Regions from separate parts of the Mus musculus genome. Here region 1 is linked to region 2. Evidence: chromatin contacts called from public promoter capture Hi-C data. All regions are on one chromosome and are shown on one strand. Each heading gives the region's core, a stretch centred on a gene start, on an enhancer-like site or on the middle of the called end of the contact. The rest is flanking DNA. Distances are from core to core; before and after follow the strand shown.

Region 1 (5,409 bases), core at 1,541-4,040, 200 kb before region 2:
GAAGTAAAGAACGATAAAGAAAGCCGGGCGTGGTGGCGCACGCCTTTAATCCCAGCACTTGGGAGGCAGAGGCAGGCGGATTTCTGAGTTCGAGGTCAGCTTGGTCTACAGAGTGAGTTCCAGGACAGCCAGGTCTACACAGAGAAATCCTGTCTCGAAAAACAAACAAACAAACAAACAAAAAACCAACCAAACAAAAAAAAAAGATAAAGAAAAAGAGGTGTGTATGAAAATGCCAGAGGGAAACCCAACTGTATTGTTATTTTAAACATACATTTTTCGAAGTGCTGCTTGTAGTTACATGTAACTCAACTGAGAACTGATGTCAAGAGGGATCTGAGGGATGTAAATTATAATGGAGTTTTGAGATAGACAATGGCATTGCTACAGTACTAGGAAACAGTGCATTGCATAATCCATGCCAAAAAAACTTGCTTCCTTACATTATATACCTAGTGTATAATTAATGCATGGAATTACTTGAACTAGGTCACATGTTAAGGATAGTCCATCCTTATGCTCTGCAATCAGCTGGCTGATTCATCACCAGATGGCTTTACACAGAATAAGGTTCATCTTACCCTATAATCTCTGCTATTGCAGAGAAATAAATAGCTGGCTTCACAATAGGACTATCACTCTTCAGAGTGGAAAGGGCTTTTCTCTAACCTTATTTGATGATCAAATATCATTTGACAACTCTTTTTTTTTCAAGTTACCAGGAAGTATGAGAGATAATGACCTCTAAAGATTTGACTCACTGCCTAACTGTTTCCAGAGTATGTTTTTTCTAATAAAATAAGTGAAACTTTAAACAAAGAGGAATAAAGTGCTGCAGGATATGTTATCACACTGTGAACCCTGAAATTGTGTTATTTACTGGAGAAACCTGTTTTGAGTTGTGGTATGGCTCAGCCTCAGCACACACCTTTAATTCAAAGGCTTTCTGCTTGAAGATTGTAAACAGGATTAAATAAAGTGAACTATAGGTCAAGAGGTGGAGCAAACAACAAGTTGACAGGAATTGAATATGTACATGTCTTCTGCAAGGCTTTATCCAGAACCTGATGGAAACAGATGCAGAGACCTACAGCCAAATATTAGGCAGCACTCCCTGGGAGACCTGTGGAAGAGTATGGTAGGGGTTGAGAGAAATGGAAGGGGGGTCAAGGACACCATAAGAAGACCTACAGAGTCAACTAACCTGGGCTTGTGGGTTCCCAGACTAAACCACCAATCAAAGAGCATACATAGGCTAGACCTAGGCCCTCTACATATTCGTAGATGTGTAGCTTGGTCTTCATGAGGGTCCCCCAACAACTGGAGCAGGGGCTGTCTCTGACTCTGTTGCCTGCCTTTGGATCCCCTTTCTCTAGCTGGGGAAAGGATGTGCATAGACCAGCTGCAACTTGAGGTCAGGGCAGGGTGGTACCCATGGACAGTCAGAGGAAGCATCTCTGAGAAAGTAACACACAGGTACAGTGTTCTCTGAGAAGGGGAGACAGATGTGAGGATGGAACTGAGAAGAAAAGAGGGCTGTGATCAGGATGTAAAGTGAATAAATAATAAAAACGGAAATGAAAAACAGAGTGAGGGGGAGTCAGAAGGATGGACAGAGACACACAGGAAGTAGGATGGAGGGAATGAGAGGGGATTCCTTCTGGGATGTCAACTGAGGAGGAAGGTCAGCTGTTCTCTTTGCCTCTGAGTTAGCAGGCCTTCACCCTCACATCTAGCTCTTGAGTCTTCATTGGTTAAACAGAACGACTGAGACTTGGTTAAAAAACAATAAAGTGATAAATTTCTCCTTTCAAATTTATCCTTTGACCATCAGTAAGATTCATAAACTAAACAAATGTAATAAACCGCTACATGAATGAGCCCATAAGACTTTATAACTTGTATCATGCTTTTCCCTATCATAGAAAGCATTTAAAAGAAACAGGAAAAACTATAACTAAATACACAAATTAAAGATTCTTTATTCATCGCTGCACTGATGTCAGGCTCTAACAAAGATATGCTTAGCATGCTTGACATTAATGTCTTTGATTTTGATGCTCTGAATTTGAAAATGAAAGAAACAGCTATAGCTTCATTTCACATATGGACTAAGGATCAAACAAAATGCCACTGGGGTTTGAAAAAGCAAGCACATAATTTTCTGTGATCCTGTATATAAGAGAATTTATTAACCATTAACCATGTATTAGACGTTTTTCTAAAAACTTCATATGTGAAACACACATATATAAGTATAAATATATTATCTTTAAAATCCTGTATTTCCTTGGAAATGAACACAAATATTATACATCAATTCCAAAGAATACTCCAACATTATAGGAATTTGATAAAAATCCATTTTCATTTTTAAGTTTTAAATATTACAGATACTAGGAAGAAAGTAGAGAATTAAGGTAGAAAAAGTATTTAATCTCAAAGAAGCTAAAATAAACAAATAGCTTGTAGTTTCCCTGACAGTGGAAGAGGGAAAAAAATAAAGCAGAGAGAAAAGGGTGATGTAATAGTTTAGGGTGGTACACTTTAAGATGGACCGTCAGAGGAAGCATCTCTGAGAAAGTAACACACACACACACACACACACACACACACACACACACACACACACACTGAAAATTTCAACTCTGTTGTATAATTAACTTGATCTGGGACAGAGAATGAAAAATGCTGTTCTTGGGAAAACTTCATTTTCTTTAATCCCCACCCTCATTTGTGCAGTTCCTCACAAAACCTAAATCTGCAGCTGTGCTGGTTTGGACTCCTGCCAAGGTACTGACTCTATGCTCACATGAACATCCAGCGGAAGAAGATGCTTGTAAGAGAGGGGGAGGGCAGGGAGGGAACACTTTTGTTCTCATATTCATTATTTTGAAATAAATGCCTAACTTTACCTTTATTATCTGCCATATAAATCAACAACTCTTCTTTAAAAGCAGTTAAAATAAATATGAACCAAAACCAAATATAACAACTTAGCATTTGTCCACCCCAAACCAGATGGCATTCCAAGTATGAAGCCTCATGTTCTATCGAACTTTACTATACAGTTTCAAAAGAAAACTTCAATTCAATGAGAAAAGGGAGCAACTTAATAAACTTCCTTCATAAAATCACATTTATTAAGTCCTCAATAGTCCTACCAGAAAAATGCTACACATTTGCATGGCTGAGGCACTGAGAGTTCTTACCAAGATTTCTCTGCCAGTTTATGAAAAATGTAAAGTGTGACTTGCTTTCCTTTGTAGAACTGAGTAACTTGTTAAACAGGTGGTTAGTGGCTACCCTAGTTACTGCAGCTCCACAAACAGAGACCATATGCTTTTTAAATGAGGGATGACCTCAGTTAAGTGTTTTGTATTCATAGCAGGCAATATGGATAAGATGATAATTTATTGCAATCAAAGGAGCATAAAGAGATTTGTACTTTCATTTATAAAGGTAGCAGCAAATTTAAGTTAGTAAATTAGAAAACAATGAACTCTCATCCTTTAGCTAACCTTTGAATCACCTGTGTTCTTTTATAGTCTAGACTCTACTCTTTTGGCTCTCTACCTGAAGATAATTATGTCATCATTACCTGACTCCACAAGGTTCCTAAGAATTCAATAAAAACAGTACAATGTGTGATAATTTCTGAGAATGTGAAATACAGAGATTTTGTCAAAGGGGATAATTCTCAAACACAACCAGCATAAAACACTTGGAACTATTATTTTACTTGAATAACAACTTCAGCAATTTTGAGGCAGAAAAGCAGCTAACATAGATAAATCATTACTACTACCAATAGTCAATACATAGGAAACAAGTGTTCATGGGCAGATGAATTACTAAAATATGGTACACAATATAATATTGTTCATTGTTAGAAGGGAATTCTGACACCTGCTACAGTATGGATCAACCTTGAAGGTAATATGTTAAGATAAGCCATTCACAGAAATATAAACATTATGTGTCTTCAATTATATGAGGTACTTTCAATAGCAGAAATTATAGTGACTAAGGAAAGTAGATGCTAGGACCTGGAGATGGGAGCACTGAAGCAGCTACTGGTTAGTAGTTCTTCATCTCAGTTTTATGGATGAATAGTGGTGCTGGCTGTACAGTACTGTGTATATATACTAGACTTAAATGCTTAAGATGATAAAATGTATGCATGTGTGTGTGGAGTCATGTAAATGCACGAATGCACATTCACGTGGTAGCTGATGCCGGAGCTAGGAATCATCTTCAATTACTCTTTCACAGTATTTATTGAAGCAGGGTCTTGGATTTAAGCCTAGAGCTTACCAACATGGCTAGTTTTGACAATCTCACCTCTCAGGGCTGGAATTATGAGTAGACTGCCATATCTATCCAGTGTGTATGTTGGGTTTCTAGGATCTGAACTCCGGTCTTCACATTTGCTTGGTAAGTGCTTAAATCAGTGAGCTATTTCCTTAGCTCCAAATGTTAGTAATTTTAAGAACAATTATTGTTAGGAAATGATATACTCCCTGGGTGAACTCATATGCCAACCCTAACTCCAATAAAACACATGTGTTTCCCTTCCAAAAATGGAATTTCTCCAACTCTACATTTCTTTCCTCCTGTCCAACCCACCACCACCCTTCTTACTTCAATCGCTACACACCACTATGTAGCATGCCTATGTAGTATCCTTTAATTTCTTTGGCTCTATGGTATGATTTAAATGAAGATATTTGTTGTGGTTTGGACCTTAAATGCCATCCAATAGCCTAATGTGTCTGAATCTTGTTTGGGGAGTTCATGAAGCTTTTGAGGCATCAAGCCTTGATGGCTAGACTTATGGGCTTTTTGAGATGAATAGTTTTGCCCTGTTTATGGTCCAGCTCTCTGCTCTCCAATCTGCCTAGTTTTAAAGAAGTCAGGCAGACCCTACCGCCCTGTTACCAATGGAGCAGGCCCTCCAGCTACCAGGCCTTCCCTGCCATGCTAGAACTATACCCTGTGTAAAACCAAGGAGAAAACCAAAAAGTAAAACCTTTCTACAGATTCTTTCTAGTATGTATTTAATCACAACAAGGAGAAAAGTAACTAATATAGTACTTCTTTCAAAATTCATGTTGATTGTTAATCCTCAATGCAACTGTATTAAGAGATGTGGCCTTCCTCCTGTAGCCATGCAGGAACCCTAGTGGAGGAACCAATGCACCCACAAAACTTTTGACCCAAAATTTATCCCATCTACAAGAAATGTAGGGATGGGGGATGGAACAGAGACTGAGGGAACAGCCAACCAATAACCTGTCCAATTTGAGACCCATCCCATGGTCAATCACCAATCCCTAACACTATTAATGATATTCTGTTATGCTTGTAGACAGGAGCCTAGTTTGGCTGCCCTGAGAGGCTCCCCCC
Region 2 (5,380 bases), core at 1,730-4,229:
CCTTTACCACATTCCCACAGACACGAGGAATTGCGTGTGGTTAGCCAACACAAGGTCCAAACCAAATTACACGGAGGTCAGACACTTAGTTTGCTCCTCTTGTGGCACTGAGACAGCCCCACCTGCTGAGTGCCAGGCACCCAGAAACAGAGGCGGTCACTGTGCCCCTCGCCTGCACTTATCAGTACTTTGTTCCTAAGGCTTTCATCATGGCCGTGAATCTGTCCTACGTATCTGTGCAGAAGAAATCTGCCAGTTTCCCTGGTGTCTCTGACCGTGGGCCTGATAGACTATTTTCTCCCCTCTCCCCCACCCTCAACTGTTCACGGTTACAGAGAGCCAGGTTTCAGTCATCAGACAGTTGAATAGACTGTCTCACTGGGGGCCAGATTCCAAGGAGACAGCCCATGGACTCACAGGCCAGGAGAGCCAGGATTGCAACAGTGTCAACAGTCTCTGCTCATCACACCAAAAAAGCCCCTTGTGGAGCTGCCTCATTAGCATACAGCCGCTATGCTAGCTAACAAAGCCAGCTCAGGGTCTGTTCCTCTCAGTGTGTCTGTCTTCCTTGACCGAAAAGAAACTACTCAAGCCAGGGAGGAGGCTCGTTGGTAGAAGACTGCATTGAAAGAATCCCACTAGGCCATTCAGAAGTGGTTTTAAAATAATCAATTTTTTGGGAGACAAGACTCTATGTTTTATTTTTCAAATTTTGTTTTAAAATCATCAATAGGTCAAAAAAAGAAAAAAAAAAAAAGAAAATCGCCATGCCCCACAGTTAAAAATGGTGGAGTCCCAAATAATTCCTGGTCATCCCCTTAAAAGCCTTGTTGTGTCAGAGTGAGTAAGAGGAGCCTCCAGCCAGGCAGGGGCACAGTGAGCCTCCTCTCAGGCTGCCTTCCTAGCCCTCTTTTGTTGGGGGATGGAGGGAAGGAGAAAGGCAGAAACAGATGTGCTGCTAGAAGATCTACAGGCTTCTGCCAACCATATGGCATCTTAAAGAAAGATGGTTGGAGCGTCTGGATTAGCAAAGAGTCGGAATGGGGAGCCATGTGTCGCGTTGGTACAGGCAGTTGTTTGAGCTCTCTCTAAATGGCTTCAGGAGATTGTGTAATGGAACAAATGGTCCTGAGAGCAGGGGAGCAGCCTTGCCGCTGCTGGAGAGGCAATTGGCCCTGGGGCGGCGGCTGCTTTCCTCCCTGCCCGCAGCATCAAGTATTCTTTTAATGTTCTTCGAACTCTGAGAATTGACTAGAACTTTTCAACTATTAATTACAAGGCTGGGTTCTCTGGGCTCTAGGCCCCTGTGAACTCTCCTCTCTGCCCCCAATTTGGTAATTAATTAGTCATGTTGCAGCCCTGCTCCCGTGTGCTGTTCCTCTGTCCTCCGCAGGGCTCCAGGCTCAGTCCTACAGTTCTCAGGGCCTTGACAAATGCCTTTTGCAGGAAGGCTGTCTAACTCCCAGGGGCCTGTGTGTCCATCCTGATCCCAGGAGATAGACAAATCTGTGGAGGCCATAGTGAGCACATGAGAGCATACCCTCCCACTGTTGTAGGTCTTCCAGTCTCTACCAGTGAAGTCACTGCACTGTTAGGCCATACCTGCCATTCCCTGGCTCATCTGAGAGCTCAGATGCTATTTTATAGTTCAGAATAAGCATAAACTGAGCGCTGAGACCTAGGGTACTGGCAGTACATGGCCATCGCAAGGCAAGCATTGTGCTCTGTTGCTGAGAAGAGGACTTTGTACATGCAGTAAAATCGCCAGTGGCTGGAAAAGTTAGTTCATAGCTAACTCTGAGGCTCAGATGTGACAAAAGTTGGCTTATAGAAGGTCGAATGGCTGAGAACAACCAAGGAAGCAGTGGGTTGACCTGAGAGAAGCATTCAGCAAATCTTCATTAACCTTTGAGAGCTCTGAGAGTGACTGGTGAGTCAGCTCCTGGCCTTTCTGAGCCCTGTGGGAACAGAGCATACCGAATATTGATGCCTTGCCTATCATGTCTGACCCCAGCTGGACGCCCTCCCCACACACAGAACCAAGGAAAGGGTAGAATTGACATAGTGAGCTGACCACTTGGATCAGCACATAAAGCTATTCACCGTGCAAGCCTGGTGCTCTGAGTTCGATACCCATCAAGGTAGAAGGAGAGAACCAACTCCATAAAGTTGTTTTCTGAATTTTCACATATATTACACACGCATGCATGCATGCATGCATGCAGACAGACAGACACACACACAGACACAGGTGCACACACATATCATACTCATATGTACACATGCACATTAAAATAATAAAAACATGAAAAACCAGAGCCATGTGAGGTGTGTGTCTAGCACAGCTTCCCTCAGAACATGGAACAGCCACAGTGCGTTCTTCTTTGTCTGTTGTAGCAACACACAGCCTCCTGCAGAAAGAAGGTGGAAGCCAGGTCCTGTGTAACTAGGTTGGAGTAGCAGAAAGGCGGTTAGAGATGGCATGTGTCTGCAGACTGGCATGGTTTCTGGCTTTGTTCTTGTTAAATGGGGTCATCTAGAAATCCTGTGGAGATTCTTAACAAGGACATCTTAAATAACTATTGGTGTTTGTGTTGTAAATTGTGCTCTTACACACTTGAGCACGCCAGCTTCTCTCTTTTTTTTCCTCCCCAAGCCCATTTTTTGCTAACACATTGAAGGTTAGGATATTCTTACTCTGTCTTGTGAATTTGGGATTCATTGGGGGCCTGTATCTGTGAAAAGCCTAATTCTGATTGTTATTCGCCAATTAGAAGAAACTGTCAATCGGATCCCATTTTCTTTCCAAGTGTACACAGCCTGGAATTTGTCAGCCTCTGAGTTTCTTGAAACAATGCAATTAAACTGTAACATATTTCCTAACATTCTTAATTAAGACAGTGACTGGAAAATGTAGATTAACAGAAGTTCCTGTTTTTATCAACATATTTTCTGTCTTTCCACCGCCCTCACATGCCCCTCCCCCCAGCGTCTTACTTTCCCTGTCTGATGTCAGTTTCGGCCACGTGTACATTATGAGCATGGCGCTGAAGAAACCAAGTACAAAATTCTCTTTTCATTCCGAGCTGCCCGCCCCGCACCACACGCACTGTCTGTTACATGTCGCTTCTTAGGAGGCTCAGCTGCGAGTTTCTTTCTAAACGCAAAATGTTTCTGAAGGAAGGAGTTCAGGTTGGGCAGATTGTGCTAGAGAAATCTCACTGTCTCTGAGGGGAACTGATACGCTGGCTGATTGTTCTGTGCAGGCTCAAACTGGCGCTGTCTGCAAAGTTCAAGAGTGTCTGGAAACTGAAATATGAGGGCAGCTCAGGAGATCGAGCAGACAAAGCATTTGGAGGGGAATTTCTAAGTAGGGCTTACAAGTGAAACTCTAAAGTGTAACTTTGTAGAGGGGCAAAAATCAAGAATGAAGGCCTGGGCATAAAGCATGCCCACTGGAAATATTTTCAAGGACTCACGGGTACAGTTTTCCAGGGCACATTTGAGGGTTGATCGGAAAACCCGCTGGGGGGGGGGGTCATCCAGCACCTTTTGATTGTCACCTCTTTGAGTGAGTTCTTAAGTCTTGCCAGTTTCAATTAAGTCACAAGAGAAGCTTAATTACTTCATAGAAATTAAAACGAGCGGTAATATTTCTTTGGCCTCTCTATTAGCCAAGATTTTTTTCTCTTTAATTAAAAATTGGGTCGTCCATGATCATCAACAAACAATGATTCACTTATTTGTTTACCAATAAGGAATTAGAATTAAAGACAGCAAATACAAACCCACAGCACCTCTTGCATCGCCGGGAAATCAACCTGTTTTTCACATTGCTTCTCAGGAGAATGAAATTGGGCCGCGAGCATGGAGTTAATGAAGCTTTCACCCATCTCCTCCCTCAACTGCCAGCTCGCTTTAATCCCCTCCTTCTGCCAAAGTCCAGAGGCCCCGGGAGCCCCTGTGGAGCCTCCCTAGCCAGATGCTAGGCACCCAGCCGGCCCCTGCAGGTGCCGGCCCTCTCATGGTGGGCAGGGGGTGCTGGCCAAGCCACCGGTATCCAGAGGCGGAACAGGCGGGCGCGCCCCCGTGGCCCATGCGGAGCCCTGTGGCTGGCTGCACCTGCAGGAGGACAATTGCCCAGCACGGGGTGGCCAGCCGCACTGGAGGCTGTCGCTGTTGTCTGGGCGGGGTGCGGCCTGGGTTCAGAGCAGGCGGTGCAGGATCTAAGTGCACAGCTGCTCCTCTTCTCTGAAAACTAAGACAGAAGCAGTTTGTTGGCAGCATCCAGAGGGAGAAATCAAAGTCTACCTTTGGTTTGGCTGAAAATGATCTCCAAGGGTGAGTTAGTGTATTCTCGGGGTCAGGGAGTACGCATAGTCCCTGACCATTACCTCTCAAAATGGTGCCGGGCAGCCAGTGAGGAGTGGCCGGCCGGGTGAGAAGGCGCCGTGCACGGCCTGTACAGCGGTGTTGCCTTCCTGTCCTGATCTGCTGTCAGGACCCTTGTGTCTCTGCCCACACCAAACAAGGAAATGGCAGGTAGGGGGACATGCTTAGCGATTAGCACAACCCAGAACTTTTGTTTTGAAAATGCAGCTCCTTTGGCCTCTGTCTCCTAGGACTGGGTACAAGGCCCTTTATCTTCTGCCCATCATTCAGTGCAGGGGAGCCTTACAAAATTAGAGCGCAAAGCCCCTAGGCCCCTCTGAGACCATCACGGTCACACTTGGTGGTAGGCGGATTTCTGAGTTCGAGGCCAGCCTGGTCTACAGAGTGAGTTCCAGGACAGCCAGGGCTACACAGAGAAACCCTGTCTCAAAAAAACCAAAAAAAAAAAAAAAAAAAAAAAAAAAAAAAAGGAAAGAAAAGCAAAGCAAAGCAAAGAAAACAAGAAAAAGCCCTGCCCTCTAAGGGTACATTGCCTGCCCTCTTAGGTGCTTCAGGCGGGAACATGCTGCTGCGGAGGATAACCTGAGGTGAGACACTTGGGAAGTTGGTTAACTTACACGTTCTTAAAGAAAAATGAGTAAGGTGTGTGGAGCCTCAGCTGGCTGCCTTCCACTCCTTAAAATAAGAACATTCTGTGGTCCAAGTGTTAAGTTTACCCCTCACCCCCACCCACAGTGGCATGTAACTGGGCCGGATCTGTCTGTTGCGATGCCTGAGCCCACTAGAAACCAAATGAGCCCTCCAGCCGGTCTAATCACTCTGATCTGTCATGGACCTTCTAGCTGGAAGAGTTATGCCATCATATTATCCCAACACTCATCACCATGTGGAGGACCCCCTTTACTAAATGATTTATTACTCTTAGCAGAATTCCTCTGGCTGCAGATTTTATTTCTGAGTCGCTCTGTTCAGCTCAATTGGTCTCCTT

Evidence for each region. Capture Hi-C pulls out chosen DNA fragments and counts their contacts.
Region 1: a contact with region 2 is called in a promoter capture Hi-C map of adipose tissue. The contact joins two enhancer-like sites. A contact is called at or near these places in 1 of 484 Hi-C or Micro-C datasets (the G1E-ER4 cell line) and 2 of 9 other capture datasets (adipose tissue and pancreatic islet).

The regions. Positions count from the first base shown.
Region 1 is chr1:176,798,366-176,803,774 of GRCm38.p6, forward strand. The region is part of intron 1 of Cep170 (centrosomal protein 170); the gene reads right to left. Among named protein-coding and RNA genes, the nearest start is that of Cep170, 6.1 kb to the right of the region's middle. Within about 2 kb of position 2,791, at least 126 of the 459 cell types and tissues checked have an H3K27ac peak or open chromatin away from gene starts, as enhancers often do. A contact at or near this core is called in adipose tissue, where this site is marked.
Region 2 is chr1:176,993,877-176,999,256 of GRCm38.p6, forward strand. The region is part of intron 16 of Sdccag8 (serologically defined colon cancer antigen 8); the gene reads left to right. Among named protein-coding and RNA genes, the nearest start is that of Gm15423, 56 kb to the left of the region's middle. Within about 2 kb of position 2,980, at least 101 of the 459 cell types and tissues checked have an H3K27ac peak or open chromatin away from gene starts, as enhancers often do. A contact at or near this core is called in adipose tissue, where this site is marked.